Linked DNA regions of Sus scrofa: region 2 is linked to region 1. A link is a contact called in public Hi-C data. All regions are on one chromosome and are shown on one strand. Each heading gives the region's core, a stretch centred on a gene start, on an enhancer-like site or on the middle of the called end of the contact. The rest is flanking DNA. Distances are from core to core; before and after follow the strand shown.

The links. A called contact is a pair of places that touch in the nucleus more often than the background predicts.
Region 2: a contact with region 1 is called in a Hi-C map of embryonic fibroblasts, with 1.7 times the contacts expected there. The contact joins the promoter of STAG2 here to the promoter of THOC2 in region 1. A contact is called at or near these places in 1 of 5 promoter capture datasets (fetal liver), 4 of 47 Hi-C or Micro-C datasets (embryonic fibroblasts, fetal liver, heart right ventricle and 1 more) and 2 of 2 datasets of contacts at active chromatin or transcription factors (alveolar macrophages and skeletal muscle).

Annotation. Positions count from the first base shown.
Region 1 is chrX:101,282,533-101,286,380 of Sscrofa11.1, forward strand. THOC2 (THO complex subunit 2) reads right to left here and starts at 2,091. Exons shown (of 39, transcript XM_021080469.1): 1 at 1,924-2,091. The coding sequence starts at 1,994.
Region 2 is chrX:101,474,581-101,478,371 of Sscrofa11.1, forward strand. STAG2 (cohesin subunit SA-2) reads left to right here and starts at 1,537. Exons shown (of 34, transcript XM_013986403.2): 1 at 1,537-2,698.

The DNA.
Region 1 (3,848 bases), core at 841-3,340:
AAAACTGTCCAAAACAGTTGGAAGGAGGAAGCTGAGCAACCCACAAAGATGACAGTCCCTAAATAATTAAGTTGGCTTTAAAAGTAAACAAAATAACAATGAACTGATTTATCCTGTTGGGTATATGAAAATGATGGTTTAGTTTGGTAACTTCCCATCCTGCCTTCCCTGCACACTTCTCTATCAGTTAATAAACCAATAAACTCTCTAAGCATATGCTAGAAAGCTGCGAGGGGTGGGGGGAGATCGGGGACAGGAGGGTTGAACCAAAAGAAATGTGAGACACGGTCCTCACTCTTCAAGGGTCTCTCAATGCGTTAGAGTACAAGAGTATACATGAAAGAGTCAGAGACTAATTAATTGCTAACCTGAGTGTTAACAGATTTTAAGTGCAAGAGCTGTCCAGAGAAGTTTAAATATCTAAAGATTCGAATAATATTACTTTTAACAGCGATCACTTGAGCACTTACTATAAGCCAAGTGCTTCACAGGCATCATTTAGTCTTCACAACAATCCTCTGAGTACTTATTATTCCCAATTTACTCAAGGGGAAACGTCAAAGTGGTTAAGGAACTTACCCAAGGTCACTCAGCTAGTTAAGTGGCTAAGACTGCCGCTTAGCCTGGCAATCCCAGTCTAGCGCTCACACTAAGACTACGCGAAGCAGCGCGAGTGCAGAAGCGGGGTGGGGAGGGCCATATAGGCTGGCGCTACTACAGGCGCGAGTTCTGGCAACGCGTTCCCCGCGTTTCGTTCCAAGTAACGAAGTTCCCAAGATCCGTATCTTTCGAACCAGCAACCGTAAACTGACTAGGAGGGGGCGGAGGGCCCCGCGACGACGGTAAAAATGGCTAACGACAGTTAATCTCATACAGGGCTGAGCTTTACCTAATAGAGCTATTCGGAGAAAGAAATTCGCAATAAGTTATTTATTTAAATAAGTTATTTAAATCCGGGGTTTGTTTCGCCGCTTAAACGAATTTTCTCTTCGAGACAGAGCTGACATTTGGGGCGAGGAAACCGCGGGTATGGCAAATTACTGTTTTCTGTATTACTGAAAGGAAAAAAAAAAAAAAACCACCCAAGTTTTATGACTAAAGGAAACGCGTTATTCTAGGTAAACGGGAACCTTGGAGAGTTGCCAAAATTAGTTGCAGTCCCGGGACTAAATGGGGTTTAGGAAACATTTAATGACGAAAGTTGATTCCAACCCGAAATGGGTCTAAGGTGAAAAGAAGGAGCAAAGAAATGCCGGTAGGTCTTCGGGGGAAGCGGCAATCCTGCTACACTTCTCCCACGGCCAGCGGCGCGCCGCGCGAGGCCGGGACAGTCCAAGAGACCGCTCCCCGGGAGGACGAGAGGTCCCAAGTGGGGCTCTTCCCGACGCCCCGGGCTTCGCGGCGGCGGGCGGCGAGGAGGGGAGGGAGTCCGGGACGGTTCGGACTTCGGGCAGAGGCGGAGCCGGGCTCCAAACTGCGGAGTCGAACGGGTGCAGAGTAAAGAAATGGGACACAGAGAGATATAAAGTCCGAACCCACCCCACACACACATCCCACGGCGCGGTGCCGTAAAGAGAAAGAAGCCAAGTGAGCTCAAGCGTAGAGGGGGGACAAAAAGAGACGGAGCGAGAGCGCGGGGACCCGTAGGGACAAAACGGGAGTTCTGCTAAGAGGCTAAAGAAAGACAAGCTACGGCGGGCAGCGAGGCTTTCGCGGAAGCCGGGGAAAGCAGGAGGTCGGTGGCGGTTACCAGCACTTCTCCTCCCCGAGTTCGAAACTCCTAGCCAACCATCCACACCCGCCGCCCGGATGGGGGAGGGGACACATCTCCCCCCCCCCCCGCAACGTCCCCCCAAATGTGAGAGCACGGTTGACGCCCGAGCCCGGCCCGGCCGTGTGCCCGCCTCCAGCCCGGACACTCACAATTCGCCTCTCCCTGATTTCTCCCAGTTCTTTATCCACTCTACAGGAACCACCACAGTTGCGGCCGCCATCTTCCCCTCACTAGTAGCAGAGGCCCGGATGTGTAGCACGCGAGCGAGGGGTCAAAGGGGAGCACCGCCCACGGGGAATGCCGGGAGCCGCGAGTTCGGTTTTCGATTTCCCGCCCTGCTTTCCACCCCACCCTGCGGAAGCCCGAGGCCCTGCCGCCAACCAGGTGGCCGGACCCATGGGTCCCGTCGCAGAATGACTACGCTGGCCGCGCCCTCTTCAACCCATGCCCCTCTTCCCTTTAGAACAGGAAAAATGCCATCCCCAGGCCAACTCGTACCCCTTATCTTCTTCCGTAGTGTCTACTCCAGGCCACTAATTCAAACTCGTGTTTTTAAAGCACCTAGTATGTGCTAGACACTGGGGATAGAGAAAAAGCCACGATGCCTACCCTCAACGAGCTCACAGTCTGTCGGGAAGACAAACATAAGGGCATCAACTACAATACATTCTGCTAACAGCTAATATCAAAGAAATTAATCAGGGAAGAAGCAGCCGATTGCTGTGAGCCAGGCATTTTGCTAATACGGGGGGTATAATCTAATGAGGAAGTGAGAAATCGGCCCTGGGAAACACTTGCAGCCACCAGCGCTGACACCCTACTGTCGGCCGCTGTCATTGTAACCTTAGGCAAAACTAGGGGGCGCAAGCACCAAGAGAAACAACTTGTTTATATCACATACTCTCCAAGTGTCTCCCGACAAGATACTTATTATTTCAATGAGCGAAATAGAATCTTTACGGTCGGGAAACATGGTGGACACCCTCCTAACTGATGAAAATAAGCATCCCTCGATATTAGATAAATGGGCGTCTTATGCCTCTTGATGAGATGCTGAGAAAAACACTAACCAATTTTGTAGTAATCATGCCAAAATTCGCATAACCTGAATTTAATCATGAGGGAACATCAGACAAGCCCATATTAAGGGATGGTCTGCAAAATTACTGGCTTGCACTCTTCAAAATCATCAAGGTTACTAAAGATAAAGACAGGTTGAGGAACTCTTCCAGATTAATGAAAACAACAGAATAACAGCTTCCCGGCCGGAAAAAATATATATATATATTTTACTCTAAAAACGGCATTCCTGGGACAACTGACCAAATTTGAATATCTGTAGTTTAAGTAATAATATTGTGTCGGTGTTAATTTCTTGAGTTTAATACTTGTATGTGGTTATGTGAAAGTCCTTGTTTAAGAAAATATGAAGTATTTAGAGGTAATGGGGCAGTGTGTTGCAACTTACTCTAAAATGTTGCAGAAAAAAAACGATAGAATGATTAGACAAATGTAAAATATTAACATTTTAGGAATCTGGGTAAAGGATATACAGAGATTCTCTGTTCTGTCTGTGCAACTTTTCAAAATAAAAGTTTTAAAAATACATGTTTTGCTGAAAATTTAGAAAATACAGACAAACCAAATGAAATCCTACCACATATATGTTAATGTATGAACTTTAGCACTAGTGTCTTCTAAATTTGTCAGGTTTTACTGAATGGACCGGGTTGATTTGCACTGAAAAATTGTTCAGGGGATAGGCTGTATTCAGAATAAGTTCTGGGGAAATACTGCATTGTTTATGATTGTTTTTCGTCAGCTATATCTATTCTCTTAATGTCCTGTCTGATTTTGAAATTTTAAAGCCGTTCACTGGAAAATATACACCATTTAGTTTCAATGATATCTCAAAAAAAAAATTTGCTACTTCAAGGAGGTTCAGAGATAGGAGTTCCCTCTGATCTTTTCATTGTCCATCATTATGGACCATTTCAACAGTGAACAAAATTGTATAGTGAATCTTTACTGTATCATCACCCTCCCTAAAAAGTTTGAAATCAATTTTTTTTTT
Region 2 (3,791 bases), core at 287-2,786, 190 kb after region 1:
CTGAATCTGGGCTGCAGTGGTGAAAGTGCTGAATCTTAGCCACTAGACCACCAGGAACAACCTAGAATATTTTTATCTTGATTTGTGAGAGTTCTTTCTGTATTAAGGAAATTAGCTTTTTTCATTCATGTAGGAAATATTTCCTCATAACTTATAGTTCATCTTTGACTTTGTTTATGGTATTTTGGTATATATAATTTTAAATTTCTGTAGACTCAAACTTCATCTTTAGGCTTCTGGATTTTAGGTCACATTTAGAATGGTGTTAGAAAATACAGAATTTATATGTATGCTGTGTAGAGAAGGAGACTATCTAGAAAACCTAATTATAATCAGAAGCTTGCTTTATTTGCATGGAGTCAGAGCAAAGAAAACTGTGGTATGCTTTATTCAGACTGTGGTGAGTTTTTTTGTTTTTTTATTTTTTTTGTCTTTTTGCCTTTTCTGGGGCCGCTTCCGTGGCATATGGAGGTTCCCAGGCCAGGGGTCCAATCGGAGCTGTAGCCACTGGCCTACACCACAGCCACAGCAACGTGGGATCCGAGCCACGTCTGCAACCTACACCACAGCTCACGGCAACGCCGGATCCTTAACCCACTGAGCAAGGCCAGGGACCGAACCTGCAACCTCATGGTTCCTAGTCGGATTCGATGACTACTGAGCCACGATGGGAACTCCCTGGGGTGTTTATTTCTGACCAAAATATTTTTGCATCAAATGGATACCCCTTACACAATATCAAATACTCTAACTATTCAGCTTTTTCAGTATTTCTTATCAGGCACCAAAAGCTTCTGCCGCATTATCTCATGAAGCACGTACCACAAATAATTAAATTTATTTATTTATTTAAAGACAATGTATTTACATATTTTTGTTATTACTCAATGAATTTATTACTTATAGTTGTACAATGATCATCACAATCCAATTTTATAGGATTTCCATCCCACAACCCCAGCGCATCCCCCACCCCCGAACTGTCTCCTTTGGAGACCTTAAGTTTTTCAAAGTCTGTGAATCAGTATCTGTTCTGCAAAGAAGTTCATTCTGTCCTTTTTTCAGATTCCACATGTCAGTGAAAGCATTTGATGTTGGTGTCTCATTGTATGACTGACTTCACTTAGTGTGATAATTTCTAGGTCCATCCATGTTGCTAAAAATGCTGGAATTTCTACAAATAAAGTTTATTTTACATGTTACATATTTCATTTGATGGTATTTTCTCACTTTGTCCTCAAATTCTAAGGGTGTATTCTTTATCTTCAGTACCTTATGAAATAAATTCCACTCTTGGGGACAGGACTGGGGCGCACAGCATTGTGATCTGCACATATTGAAGACTTAATAACTTTTGAGCGAACTCTAGAAAAAAGAGAGCTAACATTGGTAATATATTTGCTATAAAACTTCTGATGTTACATAGTTATTAATCTTCTATGGTGTTTTTTACAAAATAAAAGTTTACTAAACAGGAAATTTTCAGTTACGTTCAAAGTATAAAATTGTTTAAAGTCTCAAATGCTACATAGAAATCAGCTGAGAATAGAAATTTATAAAATAGATGAAAAACTATTAGCACCATGCAATGTTTAGAGCAGAAAATCAGTAACTTTCAGCTAATACTAAAACAGGAAATCATTTAATATCAATTGGCACAACTGAACTAAATTAATGTAAAATGATTTGGTACAGAGCCCAATTTTTCTATTACTTTAAGTGGAATTTTGCATTAACTTATATAACTGTAAATTTTCCACTACTCCTTATTTAATGTTCTAGCTGCATCATTCTATAACTTGAATCTATTAAAAACTGTATAACATTCTACCAAAGATGGTCTATAAAAGAAAAGGAAATTTATTCTGAATAGTATTCCACAACCCAAAGCGTTAGCAATAAGTAAAAAAGTCTTCAGATTTTATTTCTTGTTATTGGTATTTAGATGTTTCGGTTTAACTTTTACTGTTCAGTTGACTAAATACACTAACTTTTTTAAAAGTTGCAGGAAAAAAAAGGAAACAAAACTAGTGAGTACAGAGGATAGGAGAGAAACTAAGACAGGCGTGGAAGGAATATAGCTTAAGGACTGAAAATAACCATTATATTGCATTAGGAATGCTTTAGAAGTGATATTGGGTAAATTCTCCACCATTTATACGGGGCTTGCATTCTTTCTTACTTGGAAAATCTGTCTTGTTATTAAATACGTTTATTCCTTTTCTTCTAAATGAAATCTATTATTAAAGGAACAGCTTAACTAAAAATTTAAAAAAAGAAACTAACGAAGAGCTCTTACTAACTACACAATTGTATGAATCTGGGAACTATTGTATGAATCTGTGTAACAGCAGTGGAAACACTGCAATAGGTCACTTCTTCCTGTCCTAGGAAAGGCGGTGCATCGGGGGTAACTGGCCCTCCCCAAGTTGATGTCTCCAGCGCGTAGAGATCTCTTGGTGGTCAAAGGTGCCGGACGATGGATTCGAAGCAAACAAAAAAATAAAAATAAGTAAAAAGACTTGAGTTAACTGGAGTCGAAGGAGCGTTAAGGTGCCCTTTCGCCTGTCGAACGTCTAAGGGGAGGGGTGAGGAGGCAGGATAAAAAGGAACCAAAATTCTTAACTAAGTCGCGAGGCCGCCTCCGCCCACACTTCCAGGAAGACCGCAGATAAACGGAGGAGGCGGGAAAGACCCGGTAGGTGCTCTTCGACTCCCTCTTCCCAAATTTCGATTTTTCACTTCGCTCCGTCCCGTTCCCCCCTCAGCCCCCAGAGTGAGGAATAAATTGGTCGAGTGCCCGGCCTAGCCTAGTAGCCCAGTTTCCCTAGTCTCCTAGACCCTGGAGGGAGAGAGCACATTTTCTGGGAAACGGGACTAGTGTTTCTAAAGAAAAAAAATTTTTTTCCAGTGCCATGTCTATCCGGGAGGGACTCAGTTCGCTTTCTTTCCACACCCGAAGCAAAAAGCAAGCAAAACAAAAACTCAAAAAGAACCCCCCCAATCACTTAGGATCAGGTGCCAGAGTTGCGCGAGTTGAGTTCTTTCGGAGGGAAGGGGTAGAGGGCGCGGTGAAACGACGGTCTGGGACCTAGGGTCAGAGGCTCCCCTCGCTGGGGCGTGTCACAAGAGGGGACATCGAGGGATAATGCCCAACCGGGCTGCCACCTCGGGCTGCGCGGGGGGGCGGAGGGGCACGGGGCACGAGTCCCCAGCGAGGCCAGCTTCCGATTTCCCACGGCGCGAGGCTCCGGCGGACATTCCTACCGCCCTCCCCTCGACCCCCTGATAAAGAAAGAGGAAGCGCGGCGCGACCGGGTGCGCGGCGGAAGCGCTGCTAAACGCATGAGTAAGTCAGGCGCGGGCACGGCACCTTGTTTACCCCACTCGGCGGCGCGCCCCTGCGGGCGCCTAGTTGAGGGGCGGTGTCGGAGACGCTGAACCCGGGAGGCAGTCGGCCCCGATTGGCTGGCCATTGGGAGGAGGACGCTGGGTGGGAGGGCTGGCGGCCAGGCGTTGCAGTGGTGACCCTCTGCCGCTAGATGACGCTCCCTCCCAACGGGAGCCGGGCGCCGGTTCGCGGCCGACAGATGGCGCCTGCGCGTTCCATTCGCCTCCAAGTCGCCGAAGAGCGAACACCCCAAACAATCCCGAAGCGCCACCAAAAAAAAAAAAAAAAAAAAAAAAAAAAAAAAGAGAGAGAGAGAGAGAAAAAAAAAAAAAAAAACCCGCCGGATCCGACCGCCACTTTCAAAACCCCCCACCGCTCTAGAACCGCGGGAGCTTCCGTC